Linked DNA regions of Sus scrofa: region 1 is linked to region 2. The links are chromatin contacts, called in public Hi-C maps. All regions are on one chromosome and are shown on one strand. Each heading gives the region's core, a stretch centred on a gene start, on an enhancer-like site or on the middle of the called end of the contact. The rest is flanking DNA. Distances are from core to core; before and after follow the strand shown. Region 1 holds the start of CCDC8 (coiled-coil domain-containing protein 8). Region 2 holds the start of PNMA8A (PNMA-like protein 1).

Region 1 (5,540 bases), core at 1,059-3,558, 45 kb after region 2:
AAACCCAGTGTCTCATCTGCGAGGTCATTCCCACGTGGAAGCCTTGACTTCTCAGGGCTGGATTCTTAAGTCAACATTTAGAAATTTTTAGTTTCGGGCCCCTACAAAACAGCTTTTCAGAGAAACTGACGAGGAAATCAGGCCTAGAGATGGGAAAAGAAGCGGAGAAGAGGCGCTGCCCTGCCCCGCCCACCCTCTCAGAGCAGCCTCTAGCGAGGGAGCGCGTCTCCTCGTCGCCATGGAGACCGCTGGGAGGCGGGGCTAGAAGCTGTGCAAAAAAGGGCGGGGCGCGGTTGGGGGGCGGGGACTGAGCCCGGGGGCAGTTGGGATGGACTTTTTGAGGAGAAAATACAGCAAAGCCTAAAGACCTGGCTCTGTAAAAGCAAAAACAATCCAAATGAGCCAATAATTGTACAAAAATTTCCCTGAGACCTTAGCCGTCCTCTGCCTGCCAAGTATCTTTCTTTCTTCTTTCCCTCTCTCTCTTCCCGCTTACCCCGAACATCTGCCCAGTTCCTTCACGAGTTAAGTGAAATCACATGCTGTGAGTTAAACGAAATTATATGTGTTTATTTTATTTTATTTGTTGTTGTTGTTGTTGTTGCTATTTCTTGGGCCGCTCCCGCGGCATATGGAGGTTCCCAGGCTAGGGGTCGAATTGGAGCTGTAGCCACCAGCCTACGCCAGAGCCACAGCAACTCGGGATCCGAGCCGCGTCTGCAACCTACACCACAGCTCACGGCAACGCCGGATCATTAACCCACTGAGCAAGGGCAGGGACCGAACCCGCAACCTCATGGTTCCTAGTCGGATTCGTTAACCACTGCGCCACGACGGGAACTCCATATGTGTTTATTTTTATACCTTATATTAGAGTCACTAGTTTACCCGGGTTTTTTGGTGTTTGGGGAATTTTTTTTTAACATTTGCATACATTAAAATTGGTCTCCTTTGTAATCCAATAATACAATACCATGCATTGCAAAACTATCCTGAAAAGGGTCCTTGACATGGAAAAGGTTAAGAATTCCTAAGCTAAAGGGTCCTCAAGAGGGTAGAGACTGCTCAGTAATTTGGGGAGGGTGCAGTATGACCTCTGAAGTGATAACCTTTTGCAACACCCTAGCGCCTAGTGCTTAAGGATCCAGTATTGTCACTGCTGTGGCATGGGCTAGATCCCTAGCCTGAGACCTTCTGCACGGCCAACAACAAAAAAAGATGACATTTGAGCAGAGGGAGATTGCCAAGAGAAGGTAGGGGCAGAACTTTCTGGGTGTTGGGACCAGTGATGCAAAGGACCTGAAGGTGGAGGTAAGCCCGATTTATTGGATGACCAATGAGGAGGCAGGTGTGGCTGGAGTGGAGTGAGGAAGAGAGAAAGAGAGCGGGAAGTGGGACTTTGTGGGTGATGGCGAGGACTTTAAAATTAGAGGAGAGGAGTTCCCGTCGTGGCGCAGTGGTTAACGAATCCGGCTAGGAACCATGAGGTTGCGGGTTCGATCCCTGCCCTTGCTCAGTGGGTCGGGGTTCCGGCGTTGCCGTGAGCTGTGGTGTAGGTTGCAGACGCGGCTCGGATCCCGAGTTGCTGTGGCTCTGGCGTAGGCTGGCAGCTACAGCTCCGATTCGACCCCTAGCCGGGGAACTTCCATATGCCGCAGGAGCGGCACAAGAAATAGCAAAAAGACAAAAAAAAAAAAAAAAAAAAAAAAAAAATTAGAGGAGAGACAGATCTGGCTTAAGTTGCTAGGTTGGGGGTGGATTGATTATAGGCAGTGAGAAGGAAGCAGGGAGCCCCACGAGGAGGGATTTGTATGGATCCAGGCAAGCATTGAGGGCAGCTGGACATGCGATGGCTTTTAAGGGGTCAAACAGCCTAGCACTCTCAGGAGGACGCAGATCAGCTGTATCTTCAGAGCCTGGAGTTAGTTCTAACGTCTGGGATCTGGTTCAAATATCTGGCTCTCCACTTCGAACTGTGCAATCGGGGACCAGCCTCAGTGTCCCCAGCTGTAAGGAGATGATAGTGAAGGCATTCACCTTTCGGTGTAGCTCTGCAGATTCATAACAGGCCCACTCAGGATGCCTGGTTTCAAAGAAAGCATCCATGCAGGTTAACCGTTATTATTACTAAGGCAGTTGTTGCTGTGCATGTGGTTGCCTCACAGTTACCCAAGAAGCTTTGCGAATCCTGACCCTTTAATTTAACTTATTTCAATTAACATTTTTGAGGTATCTGAGGTCCTTCAATTTAATTTAACTTATTTCAGTTAACATTTTTGATTGTTAAAAATTGAAGCACTCCAAAATGATAGAGTGAAAAGTCATGTGAAAAGTGAAAAGCCACCTCCGGGGTCCCCAGATATAGCCACTGTTGGCAGTGCTTCTACACATGACAAATGTATGTATACACCTAGGCCCTTTGGTCTACACACACATTAGACTGTTTCAGAATCAAATCCAGGTTCAGTCTTCTTCCTGGCCATGTGACCTTGAGCAAGAGATTGATTTTATTTCCTCAGCTGTACAATGGGAATGAGCATCGTATTATCTGTATCCTGATGTTTTTGTGTGAATTTTATGAGTTAATTTATAAAAAGCACTTAGCATGGTCCTTCGTACGTAGGAAGTGCTCCCTAAAATGTGTTTATTCTCAGTCACTTCTCTTTTTCATAACGGCCTAGTATTTCACCGTTAGTCCCTACCGGTGAACAATTAGGTGCATTCATTCACTCAAAAATATTTCTTGAGCACCTACTCTGTGCCAAGCCCCATGATGAGCTGCAATAAGACCTTGATACCAGGTTCTTCACCCACATGTCTGGGTATATGGCTAGGAACTGCCGGTACCCAAAGTCACTTAATTTTAAGATGGTACTATACTGTCAGTGGCTTTCCAAGGGATTGCCCGATGATGAGCGCGCCCACCTTCAGGGCTGGGCTGGAACCCGCACTTTTGGGACGGTAGTTTCGGGAACTGCTGCCTTTCTCAGAGAAAGCTGCTGACGTGGGCGTCGGCACCGCAGGCCTTTGGCTTGGAAGCCGGGGCCCCTGAGAGGCCCGGGGCGCAGCCACACCCCTGGGGGGGAGGGCGGCGAGGGCGCCCCAAGGGGAGTGGACAGCCCCCCTGTCAGTCTTCCCCGAGTCCGGGAGTGTAAGCCGAGCAGGGAGAAGGTGGGCCTCATCCAGGGGGAAGGCGAGGAGGAACTTCCTGCCCGCGCGCGCACTCGCCGGCCCTGGGCGCGCAGGCTGGGGGCGGAGGCGCGTCAAGGTCAGCCTGGACCGAGGTGGCAGCCTGCCTAGGGGCGGGAGACCCTCCTGGGGAGCTGGCTGCGGCCTCCAAGAGCCTCGGCCATATTGAACAGCCACAGCTGAGCCGTCTTTGTCTGCAAAGTCCTTTCCCAAGTTCCAGGGACGTCCCCTGTGCCTGGCACAGGAAGAGCCACCAGCAGTCCTTACACTGAGTTGGAGCCGGGACACCCATTTACAGCTTGCGGCGGGCTTGGAACCTTGAGACTCCGACTCACGTAAGCACCCTGAATCGATTCCCACCAGTCCTTGAGGGGAGCGAACTGGATCACGACCCGACTTGTTGCGGGCAGAGAAACTGGGAGGTGAGATTCCCGGCCGCGCTCTTGGGACCGCATCCCCACCCCAAGACTCGGCGCTGCGAGTAGTTTGGGCTCCTTGCCCGCACTTTAGATTTCACCCTGGAGATCTTAAAGACCCTCGAGAAAAGCCACGTGGGGGGCTGGTTCCCCTGGGGCTTCCTCCCTTCCCCTGATTGCCTGATCCTCTGGAGCGTCCCCGACATCTGCAAAGATGTGGATTTGGACGTCCTCGTGGAAGCCTTGAAGCCGGTGGGGACATTCAAGAAGATCGGCAAGGTGTTCCGCCGCGAGGAGGACTCCACGGTGGGGATGCTGCAGATCGGCGAGGACGTAGACTATTTGCTCATCCCCCGCGAGGTCAGGCTGGCGGGAGGCGTCTGGAGGGTTATCTCCAAGCCCGCCACCAAGGAGGCGGAATTTCGGGAGCGGCTGATCCAGTTTCTGGAGGAAGAAGGCCGCACCCTGGAGGATGTGGCCCGCATCATCGAGAAGAGCACCCCCCACCCGCCCCAGCCCCCTAAAAAGCCCAAGGAGCCCGGATCGAGGAGGAGAGTCCCGCAGATGGTGACGCCACCTCCTCGGCTGGTCGTGGGTACTTATGACAGCAGCAATGCCAGTGACAGCGAGTTCAGCGACTTTGAAACCTCCAGAGACAAGGATGACAAGGACCACAAAGGCACGGGGCGTGGAAGGAGGCTGCGCAAAATGCCTGTCAGTTACCTGGGCAGCAAATTCCTTGGGAGCGACCTGGAGAGCGAGGATGACGAGGAACTGGTTGAGGCCTTCCTGCGGCGAGGAGAGAAGAAGCCCAGTGCCCCGCCGGCCCGCCGCCGTGTGACCCTGCCAGTGCCCATGTTTGAGGACAATCCGGGACCCCAGCTGTCCAAGGCTGATAGATGGCGGGAATATGTCAGCCAGGTGTCCTGGGGGAAGCTGAAGCGGAGGGTGAAGGGCTGGGCACCGAGGTCCAGCCCAGGGGTGGGTGAGGCCCGGCAGGCCTCTACCAGGGTGGAGAGGGATGGCGCATCGGTGCCAGGCAGCTCAAGCCTCGGGGAGGACAGGGGAAATGCAGGAGATGGGCGGGTGCCTGAGAATCCCCCAAGTCGGTGGAGACCCAAAATCAATTGGGCCTCCTTCCGTCGTCGCAGGAGGGAGGAAGCCCCAACTAGAGCTCAGAGAACAGAGGCTGCAGATGATCAGAGGGCAGAGGTAGTAGTGGTCCCGGGGGCAGAGGCCATAGCTCTCCAGGGGGCAGAAGCTGTGGATAATCAGAGGGCTGAGGCCCCTGCTGCTCAGGGGGCAGAGGACCCAACTGTCCAGAGAGTAGAGGCTGCAGATAATCAGAGGGCAGAGGCCCTAGCTGTCCAGGGGGCAGAGGCGCCAGCTGTCCAGAGGGCAGAGGCCATTCCTGACCAGAGGGCAGAAGCTGCATGTAGTCAGAGGGCAGAGGCCCTGGCTGTCCAGGAAGCTGAATCCTCAGCTGCTTGGAGAGCCACAGGGGCAACCCCAGGAGCCAGGACCCGGAAACCGGTCAAGACAGTGAGGTTCCAGACCCCCGGCCGCTTTTCGTGGTTTCGAAAGCGCCGGAGAGCCTTCTGGCACACCCCCAGGTTGCCCACCCTGCCCAAGAGAGTCCCCAGGGCAGGCGAGGCCAGGAGCCTCAGGGTCCTGAGGCCTGAGGCCAGAGCAGAAGCAGAACATGAAGAGCAAGAAGATCAGCTGTGAGGCAAGGGCAGGGGGGGTCACAGAGGACCCTGCCACCTGTCACAGTATTGGCCAGCCAGGGTGTGTCCCTGACTCCCCTGCACTTGGGCAGAGATGCTATAATCTGTCCCCACACTTGAAAATGGAGATAAATCAAGGGCCTGGCAGTGCCCCTCTAATCTCCGCCTAACACCCCTCTTTTTTCTTGCTAAAATTGTATCTTTCATG
Region 2 (5,839 bases), core at 2,837-5,336:
GGAACCATGAGGTTGCGGGTTCGGTCCCTGCCCTTGCTCAGTGGGTTAACGATCCGGCATTGCCGTGAGCTGTGGTGTAGGTTGCAGATGCGGCTCGGATCCCGCGTTGCTGTGGCTCTGGTGTAGGCCGGTGGCTACAGCTCCGATTCAACCCCTAACCTGGGAACCTCCATACGCCGCGGGAGCGGCCCAAGAACCAAGAGATAGCAACAATAACAACAACAACAACAACAACAACAACAACAAAAAAAAAAAAAAAAAAAGAAAAGACCAAAGGCAAAAGGCATTTAAAAAAAAATTTTTTTTTCTTACGGAAATTTAAAACTGTAAACAACAGCAGAAAAAAAGAATATAATGACCTCTGTAGGTAATAATTTTTTTTCTGGGTCACCTCATGGCCAATCTTGTGTCATCTATCCTCCCATCCTCTTTTTTTTCTGAAGTATTTTAACAATATTTTTTTAAAAATATAAATAACTAAAGGAATTTGGAAATAATCTGTATTTTTTAATGATTATGTGAGATGGAGAAATATATGTGCCAACTCACACCAGATGTTTTTGATTGTTGTTTTTTTGCTTTTCAGGACCACACGTGCAGAACACGGAGGCTCCCAGGCTAGGAGTCCAATCAGAGCTGTAGCTGCCGGCCTACGCCACGGCCACAGCAACATTAGATCCAAGCCTCGTCTGCCACCTACACCATAGCTCACAGCAGCACTTTTACCCCATGGGGAGCAAGGCCATGGAATGCACCTGCAACCTCATGGATACTAGTCGGGTTCGAGACCCGCTGGGCGACAATGGGAACTCCTCACACCAGATGTTGAGGCTGGCAGTCTGGGGGTGAGTGACGAGGGGGAAAGCCATGTCATGTGACCTTTAGAAGTACAAACTAAAGGAAGTCTGAAGCCAGAAGGAGCTCTCCCAGCACAAACCAGATAAGTCACAGGGCCAACATGGCGGGTCATTACAACTTACTTGGCAGAGGAGAGCTGGGTGGGAGCCCAGAGCACCCCCAATCTTCTGTGTGTTCAGTATGCATGGAAATTCTGTGCGTTCTCAAATGAAATACACAAGAAGACAAAATAAACACCTAAAGGCGAAATGGGAAGAGAACACAAAGGTAACCCTACAGTGCAGAGATGGGTGGAAGAGTGGGGGTTGCTGGGACAGGTCGTCATGGAAACTGCAGTTGGAAGTGCTGTCATGGAAACCACAGCCAGAACTCCTACTAAGGATGCTTCAAAACTATTTTAGGTCCACTGGTAATCATGGTGTTTCACTGATGGGAGGAGGGGCAGGTAGCTGACTCCACTTATACACACACACACACACACACACACACACACACACACACATATAATTGTATATTTATAAATATGTATTTGTATATAACTTAAATTTGTGTGTATATATTTAAGGGTTTTTTTGGTCCTCTCCTGTGATCTGCGGAGGTTCCCAGGCCAGAGCTCAAACCTGAACCTTGAAGTTAGGACCTGTGCCACAGCTGTGGCAACGCCCGATCCTTAACCCACTGCACCACCGGGCAACTTCCCAAATGTAAGGTTTTTTTTTCTCTCATGTACTTATTTATGCATCTCTTAAACATTTTGGAATGCTTAATTACTTCAGTAATCTGTTTCTCTGATCGAACTCTGCTTGAAATACTAAAATAATGATAATAGTTTAGTATTTTAGTGTGTGAACATGCTATACAGTTTAGTGTTCTTCTCCTGATTGGTGTTTGGGTAATTTCTAGATTTTAGTTACCGTGAACAGTGCTGCAACCAATATCCTCGCCCATGGCTTTTAGTGAAGACATTTCTGTTGAGTGTTTACACAGTTAGGCATGGAGTTCTTAAGTTGCAGGGTTTGTGTTGGTTTTTTTTTTTTTTTTTTTTTTTTTTTTTTTTTTACTTTTTAAAACGTTTTCAATTTATTTTTTTTTATTTTTAAATTTTTTATTTTTCAACTTTATTTTATTTTTTATTTTTATGACCGCACTCGTGATGTGTGGAAGTCCCTGAGCCAGAGCCAAGGATTGAATCGGAGCAGCTGCGGCAACACCAGATCCTTTAAGCCACTGCACTGGGCCGAGGATTGAACCCTCATCTCTGCAGCCACCAGAGCTGCTCTGGTCAGGTTCTTACCCCACTGAACCACATCATGCACTCTTGTTTATTTACTTATTTTTTAAATATATGGTTTGCTTTAGTAGGTAGAGCCAGAGAGTTTCCAAAATATATGTACATGAACTGTGCACATGTGAGCGATCCAGTTGCTCTTCTGGGTTTTTTTTTTGTTTTTTTTTTTTCTTTTTTGTCTTTTCAGGGCTGCACCCGCAACATGTGGAGTTTCCTGGGCTAGGGGTCTAATCAGAGCTGTAGCTGCCGGCCCACACCACAGCCACAGCAACTCGGGATCCTGAGCCATGTCTGAGACCTACACCACAGCTCATAGCAACGCTGGATCCTTAACCCACTGAGCAAGGCCAGGGATCAAACCCGCAACCTCATAGTTCCTAGTCAGATCCATCAACAACTGCGCCACGACGGGAACTCCAGCTCTTCTTGGTTTTGTTTTGCTTTATTTTGTTTTTGTTTTTCTTTTTGTTTTTGGCTTTTTAGGGCTACACATTTGGCAACATGACAATGGGAACTCCCAACATTTGTGGGTTTTTTTGTTTTTCTTTTTGGCATATGGAGGTTCCCAGTCTAGGGGTCTAATCAGAGCTGTAGCTGCCGGCCTACGCCACAGCCACAGCAACTTGGGATCCGAGCCGTGTCCGTGACCTACACCCCAGCTCATGGCAACACCGGATCTTTAACCCACTGAGGGAGACCCGGGATCAAATCTGCATCCTCATGGATACTAGTCAGCTTTGTTAACCACTGAGCTACAATGGGGATTCTTTTTTGTTTGTTTTTTGCTTTTTAGAGTTGCACTCATGGCACACGGAGGTTCCCAGTCTAGGGGTCGAATCAGAGCTACAGCTGCCGGCCTACACCACAGCCACAGCAACGAGGGACCTGAGCCTCTTCTGTGACCTCCACCACAGCTCATGGAAATGCCAGATCTCTGACCCACGGAGCAAGGCCAGGGATCAAATCGACGTCCTCACAGATGCTAGTTGGGTTTGTTCCAGGCCACATCAGAACCTCCCAATCACACAAATATTGATAATGCCCAAGTTCAGGGATGCCAGAGAGGAAGTGAAATGGATATTTGGCTCTTTGCCCCTGTAAAGGCCGAGTCCAAAATGGAATTCAAGCAACAGATTTTGGTTGACTACCTAGGCCCACTGCATCTTTCATACACGCTCGCCCTGAATTTTCAAAATTTCCGGATCCGAAAAGTTTGTATTTGTATTCCTACTGTGGAAAAGAGGAAGGAGCTCAGAGAGCTCAAATCGCTTAAATGGCACGGTTAGGAAGCTGCATTGCCAGGTGGCTGTATCCGTGAGGCCTGGACATGAAGCATGGCAACTCAAACCTAGTCATAAGGACTGCTCCATTAACAAAAGTGCTGTCTGTTAGGCAGTGATCGGAGGAAATCAGCAAAGATGAGGCACCATCCTCAGGCTTGCGGGGGTTGGGTGTGTGTGTGTGTGTGTGTGTGTGTGTGTGTGTGTGTGTGTACACATTTCTAAAGGCTTCTGGAAATCTCTGGAAAAAGGAACTGTAGCTGAAGGAGAAGGCTCACAACAAAAGCTCTGGCTTTTGTTAGAGGAACTCAGGGATTGAAGCCAGTCTTTCTCCTCGCTCTCTGACTTCTGGTGGTGCCCATGAGTCCTGCTGGCTGAACCCAACAGGAAGGTAAAAGGCCTCGTTAGCGCAGCCTCATTAGTCAACACTCCCCACCTCCCGTGCCAGACGCTACTCACATAGAGCAGGGTGGAAAGGCTGCACGCGGAGGGACAATCAGAGAACACGCCTGGATTGGTCAACAGCTGAGCAGTAAACTTCCGCCCGGCTCCCCCAGCCCAATTACGAAGCCCACGCGCAGGCCCCTTGCAATCATCGGTTGCCATGGGGACCGCGGGCCTTGCGCGCCGGGCTGCGCGGGAGCAAGTGCGAAAGTGCGCAAGCGCGCACCGCCGAATCGCCCCCCTCGGGCTCGGAGCTGCTGACTGGATGAGGCCAGATCCCTTATGACCCACTCGGGTTCGAGTTGGAACGGACGCTGGTGTCCCCGGGCCCTTGGTCCGAGCTGGCACCTTCGTGCATCAGGGTGGCCTTTCTTTGGTTTTTGGTTTTCGGCTGATTCCGGGACACGTGTGAGCAACCGGGCACGGTTTGGGGAGGAAGGCCCTGGGAAAGCGCGAGGCCTCTGCCGCCCAGCCGTGGAGGGGACCGCTGAGATCTCTGAGCCTGGCCTTGTTCCCGGGAATGTGACCCCCCGCCTCTTGTCACCTTACAGAATTGCTATTTAGGGACCGCTACAGCCCGGGTCTTCCCAGTAGACGCTTCAGTACACGTGGGATTGGAGACGTCAGGGGTCTGCAGCCATGGCGGTGACCCTTTTGGAGGACTGGTGCCGGGGCATGGATGTGGACTTCCGGAGGTCCCTGTTGGTGCATCCCGGAGGACTGTGGGCAGGCGGAAATTGAGGAGACCTTGAATGGGGTCCTCTCCCCACTGGGCCCATACTTCGTGCTCAATAAGATTTTTTTGAGAGAAGAGAATGCCAAAGCTGCCCTCATCGAGGTCGGCGAGGGCGTGAACCTGAGGGCTATACCCCGGGCATTCCCAGGAAGGGGGGGGGGGGCGTCTGGAGAGTGGTGTGTAGGGACCCCACCCAGGATGCTGAGTTTTAAAAAAACCTGAATGAATTCCTGGATGCGGAGGGGCAGCACCTGGGAGGATGTGGTCCACCTGCTGCAGCTCAACCAGCCCCGACCACCCCGCAACCAGAATCAGCCCCCGGAGAACTGGGCAGAAGCCTTGGGGGTGCTTCTAGGGGCAGTGGTGCAAGCTATCTTCTACACGGATGCCGAGCTGCGCGGAGCAGGGAGGAAGCTAGGGCTCAGGAGCTTGCTGAGGCCCCGGTGGTGGCATCCTTGGCTTCTGCAGCAGGGAGGAAGGTCAAGAAGGAGCCAGGGTGGGCTGCAGAGGTGGGCTCTGCCTCGAAAGTGGAGAAGGTGGACGACTGGAATGATGTGGAAGCTGAGGGTGACCCTCCTAAACCTTGGGTTAGAAAAGCTGGAGCTAAAATTCGCTCCAGGAGAACTAAGCAGAAAAAAACTCCCAAGCGGGAATCACTGCCCTGGAAGAAGTCTAAAGGCAGCCATTCTCGTGGCTCGGCCTCTTTGGAGGCTCCTGAGGCTGGTGATGCTGAAAATACAGAGGGTTCAGAATATGTCGGGGGCAGCAAAAAGCCCTGTGTGAAGCAGGAATCAGCTCTGAAGAAGCCAGTAGTGAAATGTGCCTGGAAGTTTCCCAGTAGCACACCGGACGATGCTGGGGCAGGAGCTGGGAGCCCTGGAGTTGCCTCTGAGTCAGACCAAGATGGTGGTCCAGAGGGCCCACCAAAGCAGAAGGCCATGGGCTGGGCCCCGGCCAAGAGCCCTGCCCCCAAGCAGAAGAAAAAGAAGGTGAGCTTGGGCCCTGTCTCCTATGTCCTTGTTGATTCGGAGGACACCAAGAAGAAACCAGTGATTCCGAAGAAAGGGCCAGGCTCGGGAAGGAACATAATGGTCCAGAAGGCCCCTCAGGGCCCACAGCCTGCTGAGTCGCCAGCCTCAAACTCACAGGGTCCAAAGGCCAAGCCACAGCCTCCGATGGTGAGAATGACGACAAGTCACTTGGGTTGAGTCAGCAAATGGGGGGGAGGAGCAG

Evidence for each region. A called contact is a pair of places that touch in the nucleus more often than the background predicts.
Region 1: a contact with region 2 is called in a Hi-C map of brain, with 7 times the contacts expected there. The contact joins the promoter of CCDC8 here to the promoter of PNMA8A in region 2. A contact is called at or near these places in 3 of 5 promoter capture datasets (fetal liver, fetal skeletal muscle and liver), 38 of 47 Hi-C or Micro-C datasets (adipocytes, adipose tissue, alveolar macrophages and 20 more) and 2 of 2 datasets of contacts at active chromatin or transcription factors (alveolar macrophages and skeletal muscle).

Annotation. Positions count from the first base shown.
Region 1 is chr6:52,472,200-52,477,739 of Sscrofa11.1, forward strand. It overlaps CCDC8 (coiled-coil domain-containing protein 8), which reads left to right and starts at 2,309. Exons shown (of 1, transcript XM_003127233.4): 1 at 2,309-5,540. The coding sequence starts at 3,918. The coding sequence ends at 5,333.
Region 2 is chr6:52,425,133-52,430,971 of Sscrofa11.1, forward strand. PNMA8A (PNMA-like protein 1) reads left to right here and starts at 4,087. Exons shown (of 6, transcript XM_005664614.3): 1 at 4,087-4,577; 2 at 4,579-4,759; 3 at 4,762-4,854; 4 at 4,856-5,002; 5 at 5,005-5,784. The coding sequence starts at 4,510. It overlaps LOC102166902 (a long non-coding RNA gene), which reads right to left and starts at 3,971. Exons shown (of 3, transcript XR_303849.3): 1 at 3,886-3,971; 2 at 981-1,095.